2 separate regions of the Mus musculus genome follow, and region 2 is linked to region 1. A link is a contact called in public Micro-C data. All regions are on one chromosome and are shown on one strand. The core of a region is the stretch at or near the end of the contact, and the rest is flanking DNA. Distances in the headings are between cores, read along the strand shown.

The links. Hi-C and Micro-C count contacts between places; a contact is called where the count stands out from the background.
Region 2: a contact with region 1 is called in a Micro-C map of embryonic stem cells, with 4 times the contacts expected there. The contact joins the promoter of Catsper1 here to the enhancer-like site in region 1. A contact is called at or near these places in 3 of 39 promoter capture datasets (hippocampal neurons, liver and pre-B cells), 2 of 484 Hi-C or Micro-C datasets (the G1E-ER4 cell line and embryonic stem cells), 1 of 115 datasets of contacts at active chromatin or transcription factors (pancreatic cancer cells) and 2 of 9 other capture datasets (liver and pancreatic islet).

What each region holds. Positions count from the first base shown.
Region 1 is chr19:5,536,430-5,543,394 of GRCm38.p6, forward strand. It overlaps the pseudogene Gm31166. Among named protein-coding and RNA genes, the nearest start is that of Ovol1, 21 kb to the right of the region's middle. Within about 2 kb of position 2,717, at least 8 of the 459 cell types and tissues checked have an H3K27ac peak or open chromatin away from gene starts, as enhancers often do. A contact at or near this core is called in embryonic stem cells, where this site is marked.
Region 2 is chr19:5,331,486-5,338,450 of GRCm38.p6, forward strand. It overlaps Catsper1 (cation channel, sperm associated 1), which reads left to right and starts at 4,140. Exons shown (of 12, transcript NM_139301.3): 1 at 4,140-5,189; 2 at 6,144-6,350. The coding sequence starts at 4,256.

The DNA of each region.
Region 1 (6,965 bases), core at 1,467-3,966:
AGCATGCATGGGGTGCAAGTGCATAGAGGCAAAACATTCACACACAGAAATAAATAAGTAAATCTAAAAACATTTCTAAAAGATTATGTGTGGGGTCAGAGTACAGTCAGTTTTCTCCTTCTGCTCTGTAGATTCTGAGGTCCTCAGACTTTGCAGCAAGTGCTGCCAAGCTGGTAAAGACCCTTTGAGTCACCACACGCCTCTTCCACTCCTTCATTTAGTTAGTTCTTTTCTTTTCTTTTTTTTTTTTAAGATTTATTTATTTATTATATGTAAGTACACTGTAGCTGTCTTCAGACACTCCAGAAGAGGGCGTCAGATCTTGTTACAAATGGTTGTGAGCCACCATGTGGTTGCTGGGATTTGAATTCCGGACCTTCGGAAGAGCAGTCGGATGCTCTTACCCACTGAGCCATCTCTCCAGCCCTAGTTAGTTATTTTCTTAGAAACTAAGGGACTTCCTTCCTTCCTTCCTTCCTTCCTTCCTTCCTTTCTTTCTTTCTTTCTTTCTTTCTTTCTTTCTTTCTTTCTTTCTTTCTTTCTTTCCTTCTTCCTTCCTTTCTTCCTTCCTTCCTTCCTTTCTTTCTTTCCTTCTTCCTTCCTTTCTTTCTTTCTTTCTTTCTTTCTTTCTTTCTTTCTTTCTTTCTTTCTTCCTTTCTTCCTTTCTTCCTTTCTTCCTTCCTTTCCTTCCTTTCCTTCCTTTCCTTCCTTCTTCCCTCCCTCCCTTCCTTCCTTCCTCCCTCCCTCCCTCCCTCCCTCCCTCCCTCCCTCCCTCCCTCCCTCCCTCTCTTCCTTCCTTCCTTCCTTCCTTCCTTCCTTCCTTCCTTCCTTCTTTCTCTTTTTCTCCCCTGTGTATGTGCGTTCTGCCTGTACACATGCCTGGTGGTGCCTGGTGAAGTCAGAAGAGGGCATTGCATCCTCTAAGACTGGAGTTACAGACACTTGTGAGCCACCATGTGGGTGCTAGGAATTGACCCCAGGACCTCTGGAAGAACAGCAAGTGCTCTTAACCACTGCGCCATTCCTCTAGCCTGATAGCCTGTTATTTGAGGCAGGATCTCTCATGTGTCTCAGACTGGCCTAAACTCAACATGGAGCAGATGATCTTGAACTGAATCTCTGTCTGTCTCTCTGTCTCTCTCTCTCTCTCTCTGTGTGTGTGTGTGTGTGAGAGAGAGAGAGAGAGAGAGAGAGAGAGAGAGACAGAGACAGAAACAGAGACAGAAACAGAGAGACATAGAGAGATAAAGAGACAGAGAGGGAGACTGAGAGCCGCTGGGAGCCGCTTCTTTCCTGCCATTGCGCTGGGTGCAGGCAGGGAACCTAAATCGTCAGGCCTAGTGGCAAGCACTTCTACCAGTTGAACCATCTTCCAGCCTGGGGCCGACACTCTGCAGCCTCTGCCTCTGCAGTGTGGGATAAAGGTGAGAGCCTCCAACGCCCACCTCTCTCTGTTTTTGGCTGGGCGTTAACAGTTTACTCTGGGTGGCCTCAGTTTCACTCTGTAATCCAGGTAGGCTTGAACTTGTGATCCTCCTGCCTCAGCCTTCTAAGGAGCCACCAGCCTGGCATGGAGTTGGATTTTGTATGAGGCATATGTTGGCTTAAGTGTAGAAGAGCCATTTGTCCATGCCGATTATTCACAGCAGAGCCTTGAGGACAAAGACATTTTAAGACAGGAGTGTGGAGAGGAGGCATTCCTGGGAGAGGCTGAGATTCCCAGAAGTCTGAGAGAACTCACTCAGATGAGAGGAGTCTGGCAGTGGCATGAGGGAGAGCAGATCAGAAAGACAACAGTAACTCTGGAGCCGGGAGTGGAAAAGACTCACTGTTTAATTTCATCAAACCAACACCACGGGAACACAGCGTTCCTTTAGGTGCCAAAACTGTTCTTGGGAAAGAGTTGTGAGCGGAACCTTGCGCTATAAAGCTAGCATAAGGAGGTGATACGCTAACCCTCCAGGCGCCCCCAGGGTCATCTCTGTGGAGAATGAGCAAGGCCCTCAGCTACAGGGCAGGCAGCCCATGAAAGACAGGCCACGTTTGTATTCACTCTAGACTAGGCAATGCTGGGGGGAGGGCTAGGGGGTGCAGGGGTGGGTGGGTCTAAAAAGCTAACCTGTGGAGCCACAGGTGGGAACTAAAAGGCAGAACTGCTGTCACTAGACGTTGTGGGGAAGACGAAGGATCTGGTCACTTCCTGGGTCCCTGGTGCAGACCCAGCCTGAAGCTGCAGCTCCAGGACAGGAATATGGCCAGCTTGCTGTCTGCTGTCCAGCCAGTCCTTAGTCTTTGCTCAAACCTACCTGGTTTTCCTTCTTAGAACAGGAGGTAGAGAATAAGGCTGGGTGCTGCTGGTAGGGTGAGCGGTGTACACAGGAGTGTCCCCAGGGCCCGGTGGCAAGCCAATCCCACCTGAGGTCTCTGTTCTTCATTCAGAAGTGCTGTGATCAGCAGGTTGAGTCAAAACTGGGAGGGGCTGGGAAACCCCTCTGGCAGGAGATTTCGAAATGAGATTTGGATTAGAAAGAAAACATAGTGGGAAGGGTTCTAAGGCACAAAAGAGACAGGAAGAACTCCCATTCTGCCCAGGTCTTCACAGGCCATTGGCTATGGGGGAGGTAAACAGGATTGCCTGGAACAGAGAGGCAGCAACTGAGCCAGAAGAACCCAGGCAAGCAGAGCGGATCCTTGCTGCCTCCTTTGACAGCAGCACCCTGTGCTGCTGAGCTCGCCCGCTGCAGAGCGCGCCTTCAGTCTAGGGCATGTCAGCACCAGCAAGGGGTAGATAAACCCCAGGACTCCCACAGGAGAGAGAGAGCTTTGGGGGAGAGGGGGACCTGGCAGGAAAACTGGGAGAAAAGTGTAGCCTCGCTGGGTGAACTGGGAAATGGAGGGAGGAGTAGGGGGGCTTGGATACTCAGCCTTGGTGGCCCCAGACAAAAAAGGATGGGTAGCTCTTCACCCTACAAGATGTTCCCTGCGCTTGAACTCACAGTAGCTGTCATGAGAAGGCCTTGGGTTGCAGGTGCCAGGCAGGAAGAGCATGGGGGGCGCAGGTTGGAAAGAGAGGAGGGAGAAGAGATTTGAGGTGGGGAAACTGAGGAGGTAGGAGAGGAATGACTACAAGAATTCCCAACTAGGAAAAGGTGGATGGGGCATCATTGAAAGAGCCAAAGGTAAAAGGAAGGTTGGTTGATGCTAGACGTGGTAACACATGCGTCTAATCTGAGCATGCAGGAGGCAGAGATGCGAGGCCTACAGGGAGACATTCTAAAGAGAAATAAATACACAACTCCAAGTTCAAAGGTAACCGAGTCGCAGCTCATGCTTCTCATTTAAAAGCGCCACAGTTAAGAGTCTGGCCAAGGCAGAGCCAGCTGGCTGTGGTAAATCCATTTCAGTTAGGTGGTCTGAGGTCAGCAGGACTTTAGAAGGCTGTTCAGGACCGTGCCACGGAAGCTGAGAGTGATCCGTCAGAACTCCGTGAGCGAGCGGCTCTGGACAAGAGGGGCTTATGATTCATGAGCTTGCCTTCCTGCCTCGTGCAGGGTGGGGACCCATCCAACTGGAATCACCGCCCAGCCTCTCCCAGGCTCCTTAGATGACAAGCCTTGGCATCCTTGGTCCACCCAACTCAGGCCCCAAGCATTTTGCCAAAGCATCAGTAAACAAGTGGGGGAGGAGGCCACGGGTCTTTGCGGGTTGTCTTGTTTCCTTCTTCTGTGCTCAGTACATGGCTCGTCGGGATGTCTCATGGGGCCTTCAACATTCTTTCCTCAAGGCTGCCGATCACTGTCTCTTGAGCTTGTCAGGATAAGCTGCTTGTTTTATATTATTTTGGACCTGGAGATCCAAGAATTTGCTTGAACTCTATGTGGAGAAACCGTCCCTCACGGCCAGCACGCCCAAGCTTCCCGGGGCTCCCGGAAACGTGACCTCACCTGCTTGCTTGTCTTCCTTGCCAGACTTATATAAAAATAGAATCTCTTTAGTTGTCACGTTCAGCATGTGCTTAGGCGTTTGTAGTTCCAAAGCCGTGAAACATAGTTAATCCACGCAAGTCTGCTCTCTGTCACTGCGGTTTACAGATGCGGAGACTCCGGAAAGCAAAGTCCGTCTTCAGAGCCAACCTTGACTCTGAAGAGTACAAGGCTCAGTACAGCCTGACATTTGTTTGTTTGTTTTTGAAACAGTCTCAAGGTATCCCAGGCTAGCCTGGAACGCCTTGTGTAGCCTTGTCATTCCTCATGGCTCCTCCTGGATCACATTCTTGAACCAAATGTGATCCCATTTTGCTGTTGGGTTTCAGCCCAGCTCTCCTGTTGAGGATGTCCCGAGCCTCTCCCCTCCACCTGTCAAGTGCTGATCTATACACAGGTTTCTGTTCCTTTTTGCTTAGTTCTCCCTTCTGTTTCTCTTGAGATAATGTCTCACTAGGTAGCCCAGGTTAAGTTACTGTGTAGCTTAGGCTGGCCTTGTGGCAACTAGTTCTTCCTACCTCATCCTAGGATTGCAGGTGCACATCACGCTCATGTTATTAACAGTTATATGATGTGCTTGTGTTATCAAATGGATAAGCTGGCATCTTGCACACACCTTTTCTTGGCACGTGGGAGACAGAGACAGAGACGGCAGAGGCAGAGGCAGAGGCAGAGGCAGAGGCAGAGGCAGAGGCAGAGGCAGAGGCAGAGGCAGAGGAGGCAGAGGAGGCAGAGGAGGCAGAGGAGGCAGGAGGCAGAGGAGGCAGAGGCACAGAGAGGCAGAGGCAGAGGCAGAGGGGCAGAGGGGCAGAGGGGCAGAGAGAGGGGCAGAGGGGCAGAGAGAGGGGCAGAGGGGCAGAGGGGCAGAGGGACAGAGGGGCAGAGGGGCAGAGGGGCAGAGGGGCAGAGAGGCAGAGGGGCAGAGAGGCAGAGGCAGAGGCAGAGGCAGGAGGCAGGAGGCAGAGGCAGAGGCAGAGGCAGAGGCAGAGGCAGAGGCAGAGGCAGAGGCAGAGGCAGAGGCAGAGGCAGAGGCAGAGGCAGAGGCAGGAGGCAGGAGGCAGAGGCAGAGGCAGAGGCAGGAGGCAGGAGGCAGGAGGCAGAGGCAGAGGCACAGAGAGGCAGAGGCTCTGTTTGTTCAGAGCCATTCTAGGGCCATTCTGGTCTACACAGGTTGCTCAGGCAGAGGCAGAGGCAGAGGCAGAGGCAGAGGCAGAGGCAGAAGGGCAGAGGGGCAGAGGGGCAGAGGGGCAGAGGGGCAGAGGGGCAGAGGGGCAGAGGGGCAGAGGGGCAGAGAGGCAGAGAGGCAGAGAGGCAGAGAGAGAGGCAGAGGCAGAGGCAGAGGCAGAGGCAGAGGCAGAGGCAGAGGCAGAGGCAGAGGCAGAGGCAGAGGCAGAGGCAGAGGCAGAGGCAGAGGCAGAGGCAGAGGCAGGAGGCAGAGGCAGGAGGCAGAGGCAGGGGCACAGAGAGGCAGAGGCTCTGTTTGTTCAGAGCCATTCTAGGGCCATTCTGGTCTACACAGGTTGCTCAGGCAGAGGCAGAGGCAGAGGCAGAGAGGCAGAGGGGGGGGGGGGCAGAGAGAGAGAGGCAGAGAGGCAGAGAGGCAGAGGCAGAGGAGGCAGAGGCAGAGGAGGCAGAGGCAGAGGAGGCAGAGGCAGAGGAGGCAGAGGCAGAGGCAGAGGCAGGCAGAGAGGCAGAGAGGCAGAGAGGCAGGCAGAGGTGAGGCAGAGGCACAGAGGCAGAGGAGGCAGAGGCGGCAGAGGTGGCAGGAGGCAGGAGGCAGGAGAGGCAGCTCTGTGAGTTCAGGGCCATTCTAGGGCCATTCTGGTCTACACAGGTTGCTCAGGGCCAGTCAAGACTACACAGTATAAAACTCTGTTTCAAAAAAACAAAACAAAACAGACAAAAATCGTCTTCTATTCTCTTTGGCTTTGGTGGCAGAAGCAAAATGACAAAAGAGACATCATACTTTGGAAAGCATTGCAGTAAGAGCACATGTTGTGCCGCCGCCGTGGCTCTAAGGCCTGCCACCTTCAGAGGATGACTTATGGCAAACGTGGCTGCCCTGCCAAGTGCAAGAGAGAGCATAACTGGAGTGCTGAGGCTAAGAGAGGAAACACTACCAGGACTGGGCAGGTGAGGCACCTAAAGGTTGTCTAGGACAGACTCAGACGTGGATTCCATGAAGGACAACACCTAAACCCAAGAGGGCAGCTGCTGCAGCATCCAGTTCTTCTTAAGGATTTCTTTTTTTCTTTTTTCTTTTTTTTTAGTATTTTTTTCTTTTTTTTTTTTAAAGATTTATTTATTCATTATATGTAAGTTCATTGTAGCTGTCTTCAGACACTCCAGAAGAGTAGTGTCTGAAGAGGGAGTCAGATCTCTTTACGGATGGTTGTGAGCCACCATGTGGTTGCTGGGATTTGAACTCCGGACCTTCAGAAGAGCAGTCGGGTGCTCTTACCCACTGAGCCATCTCACCAGTCCCTTCTTAAGGATTTCAATCAGTCATAAAATAAATGTTATGGTTTTTTAAAAAATCCAATTTTATTTCTTTGAATATAAAGAAAGGTGAAATTTTAAATATAACTTTACTTGAAGCTATGAATAGCTTACGTAATTTGCTGACTTCCTTCTTTTCCTCTTTTCTTTTCTTCTCTCTCTCTCTCTCTTTCTCCCTCTCTCTCTTTCTTTCTTTCTTTCTTTCTCTCTCTCTCTCTCTCTCTCTCTCTTTCTTTCTTTCTTTCTTTCTTTCTTTCTTTCTTTCTTTCTTTCTTTCTTAAGTAGGGTCTCACTATGCAGCCTTGGCAGGCTCAAAACTTGCTGGGTAGACCAGGCTAACCTCAGACTCAGACTTGTCTCCCTCTGCCTCCTGAGCGCTGGCATTAAAGGCCTTGTCCCACCACACTTAGTTTTGGTGTTCTTTATTTTTTATTTTTATTTTTTTGGTTTTTCGAGACAAGGTTTCTCTGTGTAGCCCTGGCT
Region 2 (6,965 bases), core at 2,890-5,389, 200 kb before region 1:
ATACACACACACACACACACAAACTACACACACACACACTACACACACACACATACTACACACACACACACACACACACACAACTACACACACACACACTACACACACACGCACACACACACACACACACACACAGTGTGAAGGACTGGGCACCTGGTGGCATCAGTGAAAACACACATACCCCATCCCCATCCACACTGACATTTTCTGGAGATGCCAGAGCTGGGCCCAGGCTAGAGGCAAGTGTCAGAGAACCACAAGACCCACACAGTCATTTTGCGACCAGGGACACAAAAGGCATCCCACACTGGTTTCCTTGTCCTTCCCAGGAGGCTGGCCACAGTTCGTGGATCCTTCATGTGGGTAGTGGATAGGGAGTTGGGTTTGGAGGGGAACCAGGCTGGTAAGCATCGAGTACCCTGGAGGATCCTGAGAAGAAAGAAACTCATGGTGCCTGCAGGGGACACCACGGATCCTAGAGCCAGGAACTGATCTCTGCACCGGATATGCTAGCTTCTGAGTGAGGAGGAGGAAGAGGACGGTGATGGGCAAGAGCAGCCTCGGTGCTGGAGGGACTGCATCTCTGAAGGCTTTGGCTAGATCCGTCTAAAAGAGATGTTACTAAAAATAATGGAACCCGGCTTTTAGTTCTGCTTGAGAGGCACAAACAGGAGGATCTTTGAGTTTGAGGCCAGCCTGGAGGCACAGAACATCCATGGGCTACATAGTGAAACCTGTTGAGAGAGAGAGAGAGAGAGAGAGAGAGAGAGAGAGAGAGAGAGAGAGAGAGGAAGGATGAACTAATAATAATTAGAACAGGCTGGAGAGAAGGCTTGGCAGCAAAGAGCACTCGCTTCTCTCCCAGAAGACCCAGAATAGATCCCCTGCACATGCGTGGTGGCTCACAAAGGTCTATATCTCCAGTTTCAGAAAATCTGATGCCTCCATTTTGGCCTCTATCAGCACCATGCACAAATGTGGTGCACAAACATACAGGTAAACACTCATACACATTAAATTAAGAATTGTAGCCGGGCGTGGTGGCGCACACCTTTAATCCCAGCACTTGGGAGGCAGAGGCAGGTGGATTTCTGAGTTCAAGGCCAACCTGGTCTACAAAGTGAGTTCCAGGACAGCCAGGGCTACACAGAGAAACCCTGTCTCAAAAAACAAAACAAAACAAAACAAAACAAAAAAAAATTGTAACTTTAGGGTTGGAGAAATGGCTCAGTGGGTAGGAGCACCGACTGCTCTTCTGGAGGTCCGAGTTCAAATCCCAGCAACCACATGGTGGCTCACAACCATTCATAATGAGATCTGACACCCTCTTCTGGTGTGTCAGAAGACAGCTACAGTGTACTTATGTATAATAATAAATAAATCTTTGGACCAGAGCAAGCAGGGACTGAGTGAGTGGGATTGACCTGAGTGAGCAGAGGTCCTTTAAAAAAATTTAATTGCCAACAACCACATGAAGGCTCACAACCCTCTGTACAGCTACAGTGTACTCACATACATAAAATAAATAAATAAATAAATCTTTTAAAAAATTGAGGCCAGGCAGTGGTGGCGCACACATTTAATCCCAGCACTTGGGAGGCAGAGGCAAGTGGATTTCTGAGTTCAAGGCCAGCCTGGTCTACAAAGTGAGTTCCAGGACAGCCAGGGCTATACAGAGAAACCCTGTCTCGAACCACCCCCAAAAAAAAATTGGAAAAAAAATCTTGCTTATGGCAAAGAAAGCACTAACATTTTAGATGCCTCTTACTTTGGAATAAGCTCTTTCCACAGTCCCATCTTTTGACCCAAAGCACACTGGTTCATTTCCTTCATCCAGTCCTCTCCTGATCCCAGAGTCCCTAAACATCTGAAACAATTTTGTTTGTTTTTGAGACAGGGTTTCTCTGTATAGCCCTGGCTGTCCTGGAACTCACTTTGTAGACCAGGCTGGCCTCGAACTCAGAAGTCCACCTGCCTCTGCCTCCCAAGTGCTAGGATTAAAGGTGTGCGCCACCACCGCCCCGCTCATCTGAAACAATTCACCACCGCCCCGCTCATCTGAAACAATTTGAGGGGCTATCCTATGCTACTCAATTTCATTTGCTGGACCAAATCTGGAGGAAGTTTATATACATAAAATATACATACACACACATATATATGATAGTCTCACTAGGTAGCCCACGGTGGCCTCAAATTCATGATCTACCTTGCTGGCAGGCATTACAGGTGTGTACCACCAAATGGCCAGTCCATATCAACAACACACATTCACTTGGGACTTCACAGGCTCAGAGCATCCTTCACTTCCCACACCTCCCACCTTGAGACAGGATCTTATTGTTCAACACTGCATACAGCAGCCTAATTCGCCACGCAGCTTCTATAGGGCCCCCTGGTTTTGCATCTCATCTCTCCATTGGAGCCTAGGGATTACTGACACCTGTGTCGCTGTGTCCAGGGTTTTAGTGGGTTCTAGGGAGCTGAGCTCAGGCCTATACAGCTTATACAGCAAACATTTAACCCATAGAGCCACACACTTTTTCTCGGACTTGATTTGGCATTACCCTAATGGGTTACCTTCAGCTTGTTGAGGTTCTTGTTGTTTTGAGATAAGTTTTCACTGTGCAGTGAAGCGGAAACTTATAGTTCTTTGGAAAGTTAGTTATATCAAATGCTGTGTTGCTGGGGCACACAGGTGAAAGGATATCTTGCTAAGCAAACACACGAGAGACTGTTTTCCTGAAGCAGACACAGGTGAAAAGGATGTTTGGATATAGCAGACATGTGAAAGGACGCTTGATGAAAGAATATAAATCTGACGCCACAGACAGTGGCAGACGAGCACCGAGCCAGGGTTTGGTTTGCTCTGCCTTGCTATTCTTTACTAAAGACTGTTTTTCTTCTTTGTATTCTTCTCCCCTCCTGCCACTGTGGCCTTGGGGTCAGGGTGGGGGGTGGGGCACAGCCACCCCCTCCCACCACCTACCTTCTTCAAGTGGAGGCTAAGGCTGAGGCTGAAGGGCTGCTGGAGGTGAATCCTTTCAGGAAAAGGCATGAGGGGAGGGGTAACTTGGAGGATGGGCAACACCAGGCTTTCGTCAACATGGAAGGCTGTGGAGATTAAGGCCTCAGGCATTCTGTTTTAGGTTGTGTCTGCCAGATTCTCTCTTCCTTGGAGCTGCTCCGGTCCCTGAGAGACTATATCTCTGAGCTGGGTCAGCAGGGCCAGTTGAGTGATGACGGTCAGACCAGTTTCTTCTGTGGGTCTGAACCAGGGGGCCCCATCTTCTCTGTAGCAGCCAGCTGCACACGTCCATTCTCTGCCAGCTAGCTCCCTCTTAGTCCTGTCCTCAGCGTGAGGGAGCCCATTTACATAGCAATGTTGAGCTCAACTTGAGATAACCCTGACATTGTGGGAAATGCCCAAGAACCACTCTTCATGGTCCTGCGGCAGCTTGCCAATTCCATGGCCTCAGGCTCAGGCCTGTTCGTGAGCCTGGCGGTTTCTTCAGGCTTGAACTACAGTTGCTGGTTTGTGTCTGATGTCTGCTTGATGAAAGGACTGGTCTGCAGCTGCTGGTTCATGTGTGTAGTCTGTATGCCTAGAGGACTGGTCTGCAGCTGCTGAGTCATATTTGGTGTTTGCTACAGGACTGAACTGCTGACAAAGATCGAACTCGTCCCCAAAGAACTATTGCTGAACAGGTCCACTTCCCCCAGACCCTAATAACTTTCCTCTAACACTGCCTCTGCTGGGTGGTGAGCTAGAGGAGAGGTTAAACCCTTATTAAAAGTAGGTTGCAAAAAATGTATGCCTACAGTGTAGCCCTGGTTGACTTGGAACTCATTGTGTAGACCAGACTTGAGCTCACAGAGATCTACCTGCCTCTGCCTCCCTAGTGCTGGGTTCGGGGGTCTTTACTATCACACCCAGCCCAGTTTTCTGATTTTACAATAAAGAGGTGAGTGAGCTATGCTAATTCCTTTTCTTCATCTTTTATTTGTTTGGGTTTTGTTTTGTTTAGACACAATAGTTCTCAATTCTGAATGATAAGCTCAAAGAAAGTCCTCATTTGTAAAGCGAGACCTAAGCACACTGATGACATCATAGAAAGGAAGATTCCGAGAGAAGAGTCAGAGCTCCCTGGAAGCCGGGGCTGTGGTTGGACTGAGCTTGGCTTGAGGGGATCCCGAGAAGGGACTTTGGGTTATACACCTGAGCTGTCTTTGTTCCAGGGGCTCCAAGACAGTCATGGATCAATCTTCAAGGAGGGACGAGTCTTACCATGAGACACACCCCGGTAGCTTAGACCCAAGCCATCAATCCCACCCCCACCCCCACCCCCACCCCACCCTGCATAGGCCAAACCAAGGTGGCGTCTATTACGATTCTCCTCAGCATGGGATGTTCCAACAACCATACCAACAGCATGGTGGGTTCCATCAACAAAATGAATTGCAGCATTTGCGTGAGTTCTCAGACTCCCATGACAATGCTTTCTCCCATCATTCCTATCAGCAGGACAGGGCTGGTGTCTCTACCTTACCTAATAACATCTCTCACGCTTATGGTGGATCGCACCCCCTTGCTGAGTCCCAGCACTCTGGTGGACCCCAGAGTGGACCTCGTATTGACCCGAATCATCATCCCCACCAAGATGACCCCCATAGACCCAGTGAACCTTTGTCCCACCCCTCCTCTACTGGCAGCCACCAAGGGACAACCCATCAACAATACCATGAGAGGTCTCACCATCTTAACCCCCAGCAGAACAGAGATCATGCAGACACCATTTCCTATCGCTCCAGTACGCGGTTCTATCGCTCCCATGCGCCGTTCAGTCGCCAGGAAAGACCTCATCTCCACGCTGATCACCATCATGAGGGCCATCATGCCCATTCTCACCATGGTGAACATCCCCACCACAAGGAGCAACGGCACTATCACGGAGATCATATGCATCACCATATCCATCATCGCTCCCCAAGTGCCTCCCAACTCTCACACAAGTCTCACAGCACACTTGCCACCTCTCCATCTCATGTGGGATCGAAAAGCACAGCCAGTGGGGCTCGGTACACCTTTGGAGCTCGCTCTCAAATTTTCGGCAAAGCTCAGTCCAGGGAGAGCTTGAGAGAATCAGCCTCTTTGAGTGAAGGGGAGGATCACGTTCAGAAACGCAAAAGTGAGTCTTTCCTGGGGTCCCAACCCAGACTTCTTCCTTGCTCAGATTCATACGCCCAGATCCTGAACTTGCTTTTCAGCCATCAGCAAGCCCAGTCCTCACTTGTTGTGTGCATTCAATCAGCCATTCGCTTCTGGCTGCTCACTCCCCCTTACTCCTTACACTATGGCTCTGAAAGTCTTGCACTGCCTCCTCTAGCCCTCACTCCATTCACTCACATGTGCATGTCTTCACCATTGAGCTAATCATGTAGATACCCAGTCTTCCTGGGTCCTGGCAGCGCAGAGAAAATGCTAGGACAATTGCTTCACTCACAGGGTCCAAAGGTAGGGTTGGGTACAATCCCAGACCATCTAATGATAGGAGCCTGGCATCTTGTACATCAGGAGATTTGGTTCTGTGGATTCTGTGCCCACGTTTGCCCCACTAAACTGTGAAACACTTGCTGAGGACATAACCTGAGAACCAATACTAAAAGGAAAAACCAGTTTACTGGCGAGCATGGAGCGATCCCAATAGTTACAGTCTCCCAGACTCTACCTACAAGTCCAGCAAACACAGCAAAAGTCTCATGAGTGTGCAGAGAAGGACTAATGACTTACTGAAAGGGAATAAAAGTGGTCAGAGTAGGATGGTTTAGCAGGATCTTAAATAGGAAAAGAGATCATCAAGAAGGTGGGATGGTAACAAGAATCAGGTTTTCTTTAAGTTTCCATATGAGCAAAGATAAATCTAGAGTTGTAGGGTCAGGAATGTTTAGAATCTGTCAAACCAAATCCCAAACTGGGCCCCTGATGTGGAAGGTATAAGGACAGTGACCCCAAGGCCAGAACAGGACAAGCAGGATGGCAGGCACATAAGAGGAATGATAATGATGCCCATTCTGGGAGGGTACCTGGGATCACTGCACCCCATCACTACCTGCAAGAGCATAACTTTCTGACTCCTTTACAGAGGCCCAGAGGGCCCACAAGAAGGCACACACCGGGAATATCTTCCAATTGCTATGGGAAAAAATAAGCCATCTCCTTTTGGGTCTTCAGCAAATGATATTGTCACTGACCCAGTCCCTGGGCTTTGAGACCTTTATCTTCATCGTGGTCTGCCTCAACACAGTCATCCTTGTGGCCCAGACTTTCACTGAGCTAGAGATCCGAGGTGGTAAGAGTCACGGGGCCTTGTCCATTAAGCCCGGCAGTGGTGGTGCATGCCTTTAATCCCAGTACTCAGGAAGCAGAGGGACTCAGGTCTCTGTGTGAAGCCAACCTGGTCTACAGGTCCCAGGATAGCCAGGGTTGTACAGAGAAACCATGTCTCAGAAAAAGCAAAAAACAAAAGCAAAAACAATCGACAAAACAACAACAACAACAACAAAAACCTTAAGTTTCCTCATCTTTGCCTCCTGGCAACTTGTTGACATCCCCAGAGGTAGAAATAGTCTGCAGAAAAGCCAACGAACTGTAGGCCATGCTGTTCATAATGTAGCCACCAGGTGGCGATATGCTCTGAGTATACCACTCCAGGTGGGCTGGGTGCTGGGAAGACTTCTACCAAAAGGCCTGGAAGCTTAAAAGTGGAAGGCCTGAGATCACTGGCCTCTAGAAACCCAATATAGCCAGGTGATTGAAAAGTCGTCTCTCAGTGCAGTACATGCACTACCGTTCAAGGCTGCAGTTTTAGAATGCTTATAAAGAACTCTGCCAAGCCTGTTTCTTGTTCCTATTTTACAAACAAGAAAACCCACAAACTGCGTGGTTAAGTCCTTTAAAAGAGCTA